2 separate regions of the Mus musculus genome follow, and region 2 is linked to region 1. A link is a contact called in public Hi-C data. All regions are on one chromosome and are shown on one strand. Each heading gives the region's core, a stretch centred on a gene start, on an enhancer-like site or on the middle of the called end of the contact. The rest is flanking DNA. Distances are from core to core; before and after follow the strand shown.

Region 1 (7,272 bases), core at 3,532-6,031:
ATCCCTTTCCTGCTTTGCTCCCGTCCTGTGTGTTGCTTCCTCTGTGTGCAGCTGTTGAGTGGGTTAATGAGCATGAGGTTGTCAACACAAAGTGAGCGATGCAGCTCTGCTGTCCAATCGGGAGAGTTTGTCTGAGAACAGCAGGAGGTTGCAATCCGGGAAAGCCAGGCTCCAAGGGACCATAAGCATGTCGTCAAAGAGGGCTGAGGCGAAAGAGGAGATGCAACAGCAAAAATAAATAGGTTTCAAGCCACATCCTTGTGTGGCCCTGTTCTTCGGGAATCTCAACCTTTTTTGTATGTGGCTCTCTCTATACCAAGGCCTCCAAAAGGGGACAAATGTTCTCCTGGCTTGAATCAGAGCTTCTTAGACTTTATATACTTTTGACCCTATTTTCATCCAAAACTTGTATGAAGCCTCAAGCATACAAATATATAAAATAGGTTCACAAATCAAACACTTCACAATGATAAATCATTAAAAAAAGAAATGTATTTTAAAGAAATTATTTGTTGCCAGGCGGTGATGACACACACCTTTAATTCCAGCACTTGGGAGGCAGAGGCAGGAGGATTTCTGAGTTCAAGGCCAGCCTGGTCTACAGAGTGAGTTCCAGGCCAGCCAGGCCTACACAGAGAAACCCTGTCTCAAAAAAAAAAAGTTATTTGTTAAACATATAAGCATACCATTTATTAAAGATTAATGCTAAACACTTAATACAAAAGTTTATACTAATTACTTAATTAGTATTAATGCATAAGAGGCCATAATAATGAGATAGACCTAATTATTTATTTTTACCAAACAAATCTTGGCTGAAAATTTGTTACTGCATGAGTCTTCAACATTTTTTCAGGGTTGATCAATATTTTTATTTTAAGCTGATCCTTGCTGGGAAATTTGCTTTGCATAAATACATAATACAAAATGGTAGAAGTGTCTTTGGTGCCATTTCTGAAATGGTTGGAAATTCTGTCCTAATCCCAAATCAAAATGTATTTAGTGGTTTCATGAAATTTAAGTCACTAATTCAAACAGCAATTTAAAAAACCAACCATTTTAACAATACAGCTCAAAGCGTTACCAATCAGACACTTATGTGCTGGGGAATGATAGTAGGAACATATTAGAATTCTTGGCTTTCTGTAATAAAATTCTTATATTTCTGTAAAAGCAAGAAACTTTGCACACACAGTAAAAAACAAACAAACAAACAAACAAACAAACAAGCAAACAAGCAAATCCTGTTGCTTGATAACATTCTGTAGGCTCCAGTCTGAGCCAGGGCAGTTCAGGTCATGTTTACTGGCGGTGTACAACGTGAGGGCACAAAGTGCTCGTGTTGTGTATTCAGAGCCAAGGCTGAACCAGTGAACAAGGTTACAATGTTTCTCCTTCCACTGTGGGACCCTGGGATTGAACTGGGATCTCCATAGCTGTGGGCAGGTGCCTTTACCAGAGGAGCAGCCTTGCCAGCCCAGTGTTTCTTTATAATTTGTTTTTTCTCCAGGTGACAAAGTAATTTTGGAAACAAAAGCCTGCGTCCTTCGAAGGACATGGGCATGGGGCAGGCTCTGCCACTTACTGTCCAGATGACCCAGAGAGGTGCCACAAGTCCATCTCCTCCTTCTGCAGATGAGATAGGAATGTTCCCGGGGTCGTGCTGAAGAGTGCATGAGACTGCACAGTCAGGGCATCTACCTGCATCACATAGGTGACACTACTGTTTACTAGTTCTTTTTCACAGTGTATTACATTTTTCTAACTTGTCCAGTGTCTCAGTCTTCTAGTCCCTGAATCCCAACAGAGAGAGAGACAGAGACAGAGACAGAGAGACAGTGAGACAAAGAGTCTCAAGACAAAGACAGAATCTAGCTGATTCCAACTATCTTCCCACCCACCCCCTCCAGCCCAAGGCCTAGGGCATGGTTGGAGATGATCAAGTGTTTGGAATACACTGTAACAAATGTGTTTGTCAGTGCACAAAGGAAACTCTCTCGGCATTATAGACAAACCGCAGAGCAAAGTGACCAAGCAAGCTTCTGACCAAAAGAAGATCCTGACAAGTCCTTCCAAACACCAGGGTGCAGGAGGACACCTCAGGGCCTCCTTCTCTGCACCTTGCTTCAGTGGGCCTGAGGACAGCATGACTGGGTATTGAGTAATTAGGAATTCACTATCGGACATTGATTGGACATTCATCATAGACCATTTGCAGGGCATCCATCTGACATTCCATTAAGGAGACATCACATTACAGGGCCTAGTGCTCAAGTTGGCAAGTGCAGTTAAGAACTGTCCTTTCTGCCCTTGACCTCTCCTGGCCTTGCCTTCCCCTCCACCCACTCATCTTGTCTCCTGCTAGGACAGTGGCTTTTAGCCTTCCTAAGACTGCCACTCTTTAATACAGCTCCTGGTGTTGTGGTGACCCTGCCCACCACCAACCATAAAATTATTTTTGTTGCTACTTCATAACTGTAATTTTGCTACTGATATGAATTGTAGTGTAAATACCTGATATGCAGGATATCTGCTATTCAACCCCTGTATGGGTCACGATTCATACGCTAAGAACCATTGTGCTAGGAGCCTGCTTAAAGCGGTATTACCTCCTGGGCACCTTCTTTAGCTTTTAGTTAGAAAATGGTCTCCTTATGTGCCTAGAGTTCCCCCAAACCCTATTCAGTCATCACGCTTGAGCGGGGGATATGGGACTATTAGAAGTCTAGCCCCCAGGTGACACTGAGCACCTGAGGACGTAATTGCATCTGGCTTCCTCCTGATTGCATCTGTCTTGTGAGCTATTTCCACAATGCATCTGTATTCCTTCCCTTTTTCTTTTTCCCTCTCTGGTGGCTTTACCTGTAAGGCCTCTGGCTCTATCTAGCTCATTAAAAAAACAAAAACAAAAACAAAAAACACGCAGTCTTGCTAAAACTAAATCTAGAATTGACCTTAGAAGACACTGTTTTCCGCCGTAGTAATAATGTTCACCTTACTAAAGACTTTAAGGTGTGTATTTAAAGCCATGTCTCAGAATCTGGGCTATCTAGCTATCTTCCACCTATAGGGTAGCTCTTCTATTACAGTTACATTTAAATGACTCAAAATCTCATCCTAGCGGTGTTGTGAAACCCAACACCCTGCCCCCGCCCCCTGCCCCGTGTCCGTGGTGTCCCCCCCTCCCCCTCCCCCTAATACCTCAGGAAAGCCTTCGCACCTTCAGAAACGGGCTCCTGGGGTCTTTCAGAGATGGAAGGCAGTCCTTTGGCCTCTGAATCACTTATGTCTTGTACAGATACTTATGAGTCTCCTGGCACTTTGTGTTTCTCTCTTCTGTGCTGACGAGCATGGTGTGGCCACTCAACCCATAGGGTCCACACTAACCCCCAAAGTCAATGACATTGAACTGTTATAGACACCCAGTTGGAAATGTAAAAGACAAGAGCCCTCTGGTGTGGGAATGCTCTTGGTGTGTATGTGCATGAATGCGTGCGTGCGAGCGTGTGTGCATGTGTGTTTGAGAGATCAGCAATTACATGTGTGCATGTCTGTGTCTGTATATGTGTGTACATGCACACGCATGTGCATACACACACATGTATGTTAGTTGAACTATGTAGGCTTTGGTATTAGTCAAGATCTTGCCTTATATTTGGGAAAGTCTCAAACGTCACTGAGACATAGTGACACAAACTCCTCAACTAATCAGCCTCTGGGGTTGGTGACTTTGTCCTTTGAACAAGGGTGACATGACATAGAGAACGTTTGCGTTCAGATTTCATGTCTGGGCAGCAGAGACTTCAATGTCCTGCTTACCCAGGTATTTTATTTTATTTTATTTTATTTTATTTTATTTTATTTTATTTTATTTTATTTTATTTTTGGTGTGACCTTGACTGGAGAGGTAGCCATGCAACTTCCTGTCTAATTTTTAAAGACTTCAAATCTCCAACTTTCCTGTGATGTTTTTAATTTCCAGAACGTGCACACAAATATACATCATCATCAAGGGGGTGAGACTTAACTCGCCCTTTCCATCAAAATGAGCTAGACTCATGACTCATTTTCATGTGGAATACAGTGACGCACTGGTGTGTGACTTGAGAGACTAGATGCTAGCAGACACTGCTCTTTCTTCCCCATCCCCCTATTCCCTTGGGACTGTTTCCTCTGCAGAAAGCCAACTGCTATGCCCTGAGAGCTCCACGGGGTTGCAATAAGATTCATCTATAAGAGAATGAAACCCGTTGTCCGCTGTCAATGGACTAATGGGGTGTTGTGCTAATCCCAAGTAAATATGCCATCTTCAAAATGCTCCTCCAGCCCCAAACTTCAGAAGGTCAAAACTACCCAACACCTCGAGAGCCCTAAAAAGAACCCTCAAACCAGAACCACACAGCTAATTTGCAGAAACTGTGAATTACAAATATGTTATGTCTACCCTCATAATGTTGGGCTACTTTGCTAAGGAGCACACATAGTTAACATACTTCTGGATTCTAGGAGCCCCTGAGAGCTTCCCAGGGAATTCCTTCTCTGCTGAAGTTTGCTGGAGTTAGAGATGTTCTCTGCTATTTACAACCCTTCCCTTCTTGTCATCGCGTCTCTCTGCTGCTGTGGCTGCTGCAGGCCTCAGGTCCCACCCAGGTCCCCATCTCTCACCCCTGAGTCAGGTAGGACAGTCCAGGCTTCTTACGATCCCTCCATCTCTGGAGGCTTCACCTTTCTAGATCTGTCCTCAGCTGTAAAGGTGTCCTCGCCACTCTCTCGCAGCCTGTTCTGCAGTACATCTCTTCCTGCTCCTCTCCGGAGACCTTGCCATCTGCCCTCCCTCATCATCGACTCACTGCTCCCTTGGGGTTTCTCATAATCTCAGTGAGCTGAATCACCTGGTCTCGGTCCTCTGAGACCTGTCCTTTCTTGGTCTGTCTGCTGTCCTGAGCACCGTTCCCCATAATTGCCTTGGGGAAGGTCTCCATTTCCTCTGTAATGCACACCCTGCGGTTCTGTCTCCCAGGAACGACTGCTCTGTCTCTCCTCAGGTAATTAATTCATTCTCTCACTTCCTAGATTAAACTGCCTGCCTCTCACCGTGTCTTCCTTTAAGCTTTTCCAGAGCTGCCTTGACCTCTGAGGCTCCAGTTCTCAGTCATGAGGCTTCCTACATTTCCTGTCTGGAACACAGGGCCACATTCCTTTCTGCTCAGCCACTCTAATTAGCTCTGTCACTGAGGCCTCAGCTAGCATCTCTGCAGACTTTTCTCCATCTATTAATGGTCTCATCCTTCTGGAAAGCAGGCTCAGATTCCTAGGCATCTCTGACATCCCACTCTCCTCAACTGCAGAGCCTCTGTGCTCAGGAACTCCCACTTCCCTTCCCAGTCCTAAGGGCTCTGTCACCTCTAATCCCGACCTCTGTGGGTGGCTCTTTGTTCTGGTGACCCCTTTGGGTGCTCCCTCAGTTACTCTCCCCTCCATGCAGACTTCTGAGCAGCATTCTTGAGCTATAGTCTCCATCCCAATTACTGCCTCTCTCAAGAATCTTCCATTATATCCAACAGTTATTGGGTTCCCACTGCACATATATTATTTATGATTCTTTGCATGCAACTTATTGAGACCAACTTGTGACAATTTAAACTGAAAAGGAGGAGTAGGTTGCATGCTCCTGGGATTCAAAGGCAGAAAAGCAGCCAAGCCTTAGGACCCAGAGCTCTTAGACTCCACAGTGAACTCTCTGTCTCTGTTTCTGTCTCTGTCTCTGTCTGTCTGTCTATCTATCTATCTATCTATCTATCTATCTATCTATCTATCTATCTATCTATCTCTTTCTCTGTCTCTCTCTCTCCTATTCTGTTCAAACTTATTCCCTGCATCTGCCATTGCAGACCCAGAACTTTCTGGTACTCAGTCTCTTGCAGAGAGATCACTTCTTACAAAGCCTGAGAAGTGACCACATGACCACTCAGGAAAGTCCTTCAAATGGGGCTGGAGCCCTCCAGTCCCGGTTCATATGTAACATGTACACATGTGTTCTAGTCGGGAATTATCTCTCTGTAAATGATGGGAAGCCAAGGAAAGTGACCTGTGTGTTCTTACAAACAAGCTTTGGGACAGGTGGGTTGAGATAAACTCTCCTGATTGGGAGGTAACAGGGACTGGACGTCATTCATCTCTCCATCGCTCTTCTATGGCTATTCTTTCTCTAACTAGATCTGTCCCTCCTACGTGCCAAAGGCTGCCTGATAAACATGGCCAGCTGAGAAGATAGCCTCTTTTCTCTCAGATTCGTATTCTGAATTTTGTTTCCATATTTTACTTATTTATTTGGAGGAGCATAAGTATGAAATCAGAAGACAAATTCCTTCCACTGTGTATGTAAATCCTAAGGATGGAACTCAGGTCACTGGGCTGGGCAATCTCCTTGGCCTCCAAATTCATATTTAATATATCCTGGGGCACAGCTCTAATTGATAGGGCTTGGGACCTGTCTTCAGTCCTCTGCAGGTGGGAGGACTGTCACAGAGTGGCTCGTGGCACTCCAGCTCTAGACAGACTGGCTGGGTCTAAATCTGGGCTCTATTGCTCATTGGCTATGTGACTATGGGCACCAAGTCTACAGTTCTCTGCCTGTAAAGGAGGGACAAACAGGATCCACTTCATGGATTATTAGAAAGATTACATTTAGAGAGTTTAGTATGGCGTCTGACACAAAGAAAGGTCCATGAAGCATACCAGTGACAAACACAATAACGGTGATGATAAGGTCCATGGAGGGCAGGAAGAGAGAGGAAAGAAGCACTTACTAATATTATTATTATTAATCGTATGCTGTAGAATGTAGTTTTGTCTATACTGTTTTGTGGTTTTGGCTGGTCCCATGCACGCACCTGCCCAAGAGCTATCTCAGATCAGCGGATAAAAGACACATACATACATTAGCCCACTTTTAACTAGCTTATTGGCTCTGTGGCTGGGCTCTTCTAAGCCTTCTGCGGCTAACACGGCCTTACCTTCACTCCTAGCTCAACACTAAATCTGCCCGAAACTTAGTTGCCTGGTTACCTTCTGTGAAGCCCATTGGTCTTGCTGCCCAAGTCACTTTTGGGCCACTTTCCTCGCCTACATTTTGGAAGATCTCCCTGTCACTCTGAGTCTGTTCCATGTCTCTCCCCCAGGTATCTCAACTCTTCTCCTCTCCCTAGCCTGCAGGAACCTGGAAGTCCCGCCTCTTTCTTTCTGCCCAGTCATTAGCTACTGGCATCTTTA
Region 2 (7,272 bases), core at 1,795-4,294, 52 kb before region 1:
AAGGAGTACCATCCGTAGACTCTGAGCCGAGCTTCAGAGTTCCCACAAACTCCGCACCCCTACCCAGCATCAAGGAAACGAACAAAACAAAAGGATGGTGTGGATAGAGAAAGGAAACAGAGGAGCCATGCTAGAAAGCTGCTGTTGGTATAGGTGTCATTTTCCTTTCACGGATGCTCAATACCACGCGTGGGTCCTTGCACAATGCAAGGAGACAGAACGGGAATCAGCACCTGAGAGCCCACCCTCAGTTACAGGAACATCATGAGCTGGATGCTCAGACTCCAGATAGTCAGGGTAAACGGTATGCCTTCCCTGCCCTACAGAAATCCAGGCACTCTGCCCTGGTCTCTCTTGACCCTATGGGTTTTGAGATTCTATAAACGTAGCTGCTCATACCGAAACCAAAGCCTTTGACCCTGCACGATGCTCGGCTGACTTCTCCAATCTGTTGGCTGATGCAGAAGGGGATACACCTTAGATACAGGACTGTGACAGAGACCACTCTGCCCCCTTCACCAGATACTGCGTGGCAACTGTCCCTGGGCTTCTGGTCACTTCCCTGACACAGAGTTCATGCTGTTCCGGCTCCATGACTCCAGGGGAGACTTTCCGGTGGTCCAAACAGAAACCAGCCTTTCTTTTTCAATATGTGAACAATTCCCCCATCCTGCTTCCCAATCAAATTTTGCTCCTGGGGAACATGTGTTCTTTCTATAAGGACCTTAGCTTATGTTATAACACAGAATACATCTCCAAATGTCTACATGGGTGTTAGGAGAGGAAAGAATCAGGTAGAGAGCCCACAGAGCGGCGGTGCTCAACCTGTAGGTCATGACCCCTTTGGGGGTGGCATATCAGAGTTTTATATTAACATTCACAACAATAGGGAGCTGAGCACTGACAGCTACACAGACAGGAACAACTGGGAAGAGATGTACACAGAGAAAGAGAGACAGGGCAGAGCATGCAGCACAGTGGTAGGGAGAATACCTACTAGGCATGAGACCCCAGGTTCATTCCCCAGTGTGCAGAGAACAGACAGAGACAGGAGCTCAGAGATCAACCCCTGCCTGAGAAGAGGGGGACTTAGAGAACCTGAGTTAAGCTCAGGTTAGAACCAGATGAAATCCATGGCTCCAGCCAAGGTAGGCAGAGACCTTGGACCAGAAGTAGCATACTGGTTTGCAGCAGAAGATGCTGAAGCTAAAGCAATGTTCAAGGCAGTGGAAAGACAGCTCCTCTGGGACAGCTATGTGGTACCTGCAGGTGTGGAACTCTTTATGTAGGCTTTCCACCTGCTTACAGATTGAACAGTGGCAGGGACATTAGGTAACTTCCACATCCCATCTAGAACAAGCCACCTCAGCTTGAAGGTGCCAATGGGCCCCCATGCTTTCCTGGACAGGGTGTGCCCGTCAGTCTATGGGTAGCCACTGTGGGTACCCTCATAGTGAGAAGATGGTTTTGAAGCAAAAGGAGACCCAGGTCTGTGGAGGGGAGAAGCATGATGTCACCTGCCTCGACAGACCGCTCCTAGACATTCACTAACAAGGCCTTGGGTCAACAGCTCTAAACCTGGCCGGATCCTCTGCTAACATCGATCAGTGTTAACGAGAAGAACCCTCGGGAGGTCAGGAAGAGAGAGTCCTTGTGCAACCTGCCCTTTCTCCTTTCAGGGAGACCTGCCAAGCTTCTGGTGTCCATTCAGGCTCCACCCTACTGAGAAGAGAGGCAAATTCACCTTCAACGTCACAGCTCGGTCATACTGCATGTGAAAGGCGCCGTCCCTGTCAAATAAGGGAGAAGAGGCATCAACAGTGTGTTTCAGCTCACAGCCACTGTTCAGAATTCATTCTCTCTCTCTCTCTCTCTCTCTCTCTCTCTCTCTCTCTGTGTGTGTGTGTGTGTGTGTGTGTGTGTGTGTGTGTGTGTTGCTCTCTATGTCTCTGTGTCTATCTTTCTTTCTAAGAAATAATGGTAAGTACCGGGAGGAGGGGGGAATCATTCTGAAATGATCTAAATTTACCTAGAATCTGCTGTCCACTGAAACTACCAATAAAAGCTCTCAGCACTCACTCCGAGATTGGAAAAGCCCACGTGTACTTACTGGTAATGGAATAATTCAATCTTTTTGTCCTTTGGGCTGAGGTCAACTTTCATCTTCTTGCACAATTTTCTACTCTCTGCGTCACTGAAAGACAGAAATGTTGGGGGAACATTTGTTACCTGAAGTCGGCCCATAGGTGTTGACAACAGAATCCGATGGAGACGGAAAAACAGGGCAGAAGACCTGGAATTCTCGGACCAGAAGAAGTCCAAGAGGAGGGTGTGGCTCGGAGGGAGAATAACTGACTGACACAGTCTGTGCTGGTCAGGAGAGGAAGTGAGCAGACAGGGAGAGGATGTGCTGCCTCAAGGATGGGTCCAGTCAGGGAAAAGCCGGGAGACTCGGGGGTAGGGAGCTCACTGGAGTGAGAAATATAAACCTCAAGCCAGGAACCCTAGTCCCAGTTGATCAGGAAGCTGAGGCAGGAGAATTGCTTGAGCCCAGGAGTTCAAGACTATTGGGGGTGGTGGGGTTAGTCCCTCTACGCCATGGTCTATCACTTGGGGAAGTTTAAAACACTCTGAGCTTCTGCTTCCAGATCTGTGGACATGGTGCCTGAGCAAGATTTTGTTTCTGAGGCTCTGAACATGTGCCACCTGCTACGGGCCATCTGTCTGGGAAAGGGAAATGTCCTGCTATGTTGGAGGATTGCTGAAATCTGTTATAAGCCGGGAAGAAGAGCAGTGCTTCGGTTGCAGGAGCCTCTCCTGTGGTGTCTGAGAATCTACAGGGATCCTTCTGGCAAGCAGTGCCTCCCAGGTGCCCGTCGATGTCCAGGAAGCACTCATACATGACCTGATCTAACTGTGGCATCCTTCCAGAGAGGCCAATAAAGTCTTCAGGTGTGTTCCCTGAACCAGCACTACCCGGGAACTCATTAGACATGCCAAGGCCCCAGCGAGCCTGCCTGCTCCATGAAAGACTCTTGGCTACTTGAGCAAATGTGTCCTAACACTACTCCTGGGCAATCCAGCTATGTGCTGGAGTGTGGGAAGGACCAAGCGGTAGCACTGGCCAGCACTGGTCCTTCTTCCTCTCGCCTCCCTGTCCCAGGCACTTGGAGACTCCCTGCTTTCCCTGCAACCAGCCAAAGGCGACCTGCTGCTCATTTCCCCAGCACCCCATTTGTCATCTCAGGGCCATGGCTCCAGATCTGAACGGGATCAGTGAGAACAGCCTGGCCATCAGACATCTGCTGGATCCGTGACCACACGGCAACAGTCTCCAGGGAAACCGTGGTGCCGGGTCTGGCAGGTACCTGTGGGAAGTTACTTCCTTTGCCACCTGTCGGCACAGCCCATTTCCACACACAGGCACACCAGCTTCCCACAGCTGGGCAGGAGCTCCAGAACAGATGGGCTCATTAAACCACCCAGCTCAATTCTCCAAGCAATATCTTCAGCAGACAAGCAAAACTGCAGGTGCCGATGTAAGAGGGAGAGATTTCCGGGTTAAGAAAACAAGTCTGTCTGGGTGGTGGTGGCTCACACCTTTAGTCCCAGCATTGAGGAGGCAGAGGCAGGATTTCTAAATTCAAGCCCAGCCTGGTCTACAGAATGAGTCTCTAAAAACATAAAAGAGAGAGAGAGAGAGAGAGAAAATATATCTGGAAAAATCAGGAGGTAGAGGTGGATGGAGATGTCACGCTGCCTCCCCTCACAAAGGAAGGACAGGTAACAATATCATCATGGGGGACATAGCTGGCAAAGGACTTGAAACAGGGAGTGTTACGAGAAATTAGTCTGGGGCAGAGGAGAGCAGGACTGGATGGCACAACGCATCAGAAGGCAACCCACGGCATCTGGCCTAGACCCTCTCACCCTAAAGCCTTGAGTATGCTCGGCACACCTCTCTGACAGCAGCCTTCTTGCTCTGGGTTTACCCTGGCCTTTGGGGGAGTCGACTGCGAAGCGGAACTGACGAGGCCTGTGTGCCAAACAGCAGCAAACAAGGCAGCTTTCCCTGTGCTGAACTAAGTTCCTGGGAGAGAGTGCCGTGCTTGGGATACTTAAGACCATCCCTGACACTGCTCACCCATCCGTCTATCCGGTTGGCTGTGTTCAGCTCTGTCCGACCATTTCTTTGATCACTCTCCCATCACCAGGTGGGACCAACAAACCGTGCTTTGGCTGCCATGTGACCTCCTCAAGCCCCAGTCCCAGCCTGACAGTCAGCAGGGCCTGCAATCTTCAAAAAGGATAGGAAGGAAGGATAGGCCCCAGGTCACGGGTCAGCTCACCTCCAAGTCCTTGTGTATTCTGCTAAAACGTAGGCCATGGAAGAGACCCAGAGCTGAAGGCTCAAAAGCCACTTGGGGGGAAAGCTTCACACCAGGCACCATGGGAGAAGCCACAGTCCTCTCACTGTGTGTTCTTAGTGCAGCATCAATCCTAGCTTCTTGGAGAAGTAGGCACCAAAGAGACCAGCCAGTCAGGATTGTTCTTGATTGTCATGGGAGAGTTCTCTGTCCTACCTAGGTCAACTGCTCTGCAGCTGTCCCCTTATTGTCCCGGAGCCACACCTTGTCCTTGCTTGGCATCTGGCAGTCACTCTCATCTAATCCTACCTTTTGCAGCTTCATTGCAGGTCCTGCCTGCTACTGGTGGAGCCAGATCTAGAGCCGGTACAGTTCGGCAGCTAGCTGATAGGCCATCTCTTAAGACAGGTTCAGGCCACAGATTTGGAAAGATCCATTAATGCCCCCTCTTAGCCCCCAGTACTTTCTCTCTCCTTACTCTTACCCCACCTGCTGCTCCTGAGTCTGACTGCCCAGCTTAAGCCATCTAATCAACATGGCTCCCCATACCTGCAGCAGCCACCCAGACTAGCAGCCCCCCTCCCCCACCTGTACATGTGGGTTCAGATCTGGAGCCATGGCCCTGAGATGACAAATGGGGTGCTGGGGAAATGAGCAGCAGGTCGCCTTTGGCTCTCTCCACAGCACTAATAACGTCTGACCACTTGTCTCTGTGGCTCCCCCTCAGAAAGGTTTGCCCCCCAAGGCAAGGCCTTGCCTTCACTCACAGCTGCTCCTCAGGGTTACCAGAGCAGTTGGCACATGGTGGCATCCCAACTGGAATGAGAGATGACTAAAAGATGCTATCTTGGAGCTGCTTGGACAAGGCCCTAAATGAACTTCTGGCTTCTTGGGCACCAGGAACTCTGCCAGGTGACAAATCCTGAGGTAGGAGGGGGGGCTCAGTTCTCTGCCCTCTCCCCGACAAGCCCGTCTCTTAAGAGTGTCTAACTATGCACGTGAGCGTGTACTAATTGTGCAGCTCAGACAGTAGAAGTCATAAGAGTTCAGGAAGGGAAGAAAATTACCCACGTGAGGGACTTAAAAGGATCTGCCTTGAGAGATTAAGAACAATTAATTGATCCACTGCCTCCCTCCCTCCCTCCTGCAGAGTGACGGAGGCTCTATGGGGAAAGAAGACAAAGGCAGAGGAACGAGCTACTTTGCCTGAAGTCCCAGAGAGCCAGGCTCTGAGCCCAACTCTCCTCTGGCTGGCAGGAACCAGCTACCAACCTATAGGGAGGCCACATCATCAAGGCCACACACCATCCCTTTCTACTTCGTTTGGCTCTCCACCTTCCCTACAAAGAATGAGGGACAGATCACAGAGGCCTATGTACACCCTCATCCCACATCCTACACCCCAAGAGACATGTACAGGTGGGGGAGGGGGGCTGCTAGTCTGGGTGGCTGCTGCAGGTATGGGGAGCCATGTTGATTAGATGGCTTAAGCTGGGCAGTCAGACTCAGGAGCAGCAGGTGGGGTAAGAGTAAGGAGAGAGAAAGTACTGGGGGCTAAGAGGGGGCATTAATGGATCTTTCCAAATCTGTGGCCTGAACCTGTCTTAAGAGATGGCCTATCAGCTAGCTGCCGAACTGTGCCGGCTCTAGATCTGGCTCCACCAGTAGCAGGCAGGACCTGCAATGAAGCTGCAAAAGGTAGGATTAGATGAGAGTGACTGCCAGATGCCAAGCAAGGACAAGGTGTGGCTCCGGGACAATAAGGGGACAGCTGCAGAGCAGTTGACCTAGGTAGGACAGAGAACTCTCCCATGACAATCAAGAACAATCCTGACTGGCTGGTCTCTTTGGTGCCTACTTCTCCAAGAAGCTAGGATTGATGCTGCACTAAGAACACACAGTGAGAGGACTGTGGCTTCTCCTCCCAAGTGGTCCAGGGCCCCCTCTCCATCTGTACAGACCAGTGTCTAAGCCAGTGGTTCTCACCCTGAGGGTCACATATCAGACATCCTACACATCAGATATTTACATTACAATTCATAACAGTAGCAAACATACAGTTATGAAGTAACTATAAAAATAATTTTATGGTTGGGGGGTCGCCACGACATGAGGATCTGCATTAAAGGGTCACAGCATTAGGTAACCACTAGTCTAAGGTTTCGCTCCTCAGAACTTACTTCCCAAAAGCACACCATATGCCAGAAGATACCTGCAGCCACACAACAAGCATGACACTTCTTACGGGAGTCTATTTTCTCCCATGGGAAGTAACATTTGCCCTGCTTAGGCAAGAAGGTGGAAATGCAAATTTTAAATAATTCTTAGAAGAAAATGTAAGACTTCCAAATACATCCCACCTGCCCTGGCAGGCCCGCAACCTTGCATGTGGGGACTGCTTCAGGGAAATCAGGCAGACGGGAAAGGGGAAGTAAGGGAGTTTGGTTAGGCAGTGGCCGAAGACTCCAGGGAAAGAAGCAGGCAGCAGGTGAGGCGAAAGCCTGACCATGGAACTAACATACCAGGCCTAGTGTCTGTTGCTGGCTTCAGTTCAGCCTCCTAGATGGCAGTTCCACACAAGGCCCCATCAGTGTCACACCAGGCCCCAGAGCACCGGGGAGCTACCAACACCCTCACCTGTGGCCTACCCACTGTGGAGGTCGGAGCTGGAAGGGAGAGGGGGAAGGAAGAAGCGACAAATCCATAGACCAGATCCATGCACTCAAGTAATGGCCAGGGACGAGGAGAAACGTCAACAGAGGAGTACGTGAGCATTGGCACATGTGCATGCGTGTGTGTGTGTGTGTGTGTGTGTGTGTGTGTGTGTGTGTGTGTGAAGGGCAAAGGAAGAGTCGGAAAAATCAGAGTTACAGAATTATCTTTGGAAGGAGAGAAGAGGCCCAAA

What was found. Hi-C and Micro-C count contacts between places; a contact is called where the count stands out from the background.
Region 2: a contact with region 1 is called in a Hi-C map of liver, with 2.4 times the contacts expected there. The contact joins the enhancer-like site here to the promoter of 1600019K03Rik in region 1. A contact is called at or near these places in 1 of 39 promoter capture datasets (liver), 1 of 15 datasets of contacts at CTCF or cohesin (the NIH/3T3 cell line), 6 of 484 Hi-C or Micro-C datasets (all in liver), 5 of 115 datasets of contacts at active chromatin or transcription factors (bone marrow-derived macrophages, embryonic stem cells and liver) and 3 of 9 other capture datasets (adipose tissue, liver and pancreatic islet).

What each region holds. Positions count from the first base shown.
Region 1 is chr16:35,504,638-35,511,909 of GRCm38.p6, forward strand. 1600019K03Rik (RIKEN cDNA 1600019K03 gene) reads right to left here and starts at 4,782. Exons shown (of 3, transcript NR_040481.1): 1 at 4,666-4,782; 2 at 1,586-1,701.
Region 2 is chr16:35,454,352-35,461,623 of GRCm38.p6, forward strand. Pdia5 (protein disulfide isomerase associated 5) reads right to left here. Exons shown (of 17, transcript NM_028295.1): 4 at 2,111-2,194; 5 at 1,745-1,790. Among named protein-coding and RNA genes, the nearest start is that of Pdia5, 33 kb to the right of the region's middle. Within about 2 kb of position 3,045, at least 8 of the 459 cell types and tissues checked have an H3K27ac peak or open chromatin away from gene starts, as enhancers often do. A contact at or near this core is called in liver and pancreatic islet, where this site is marked.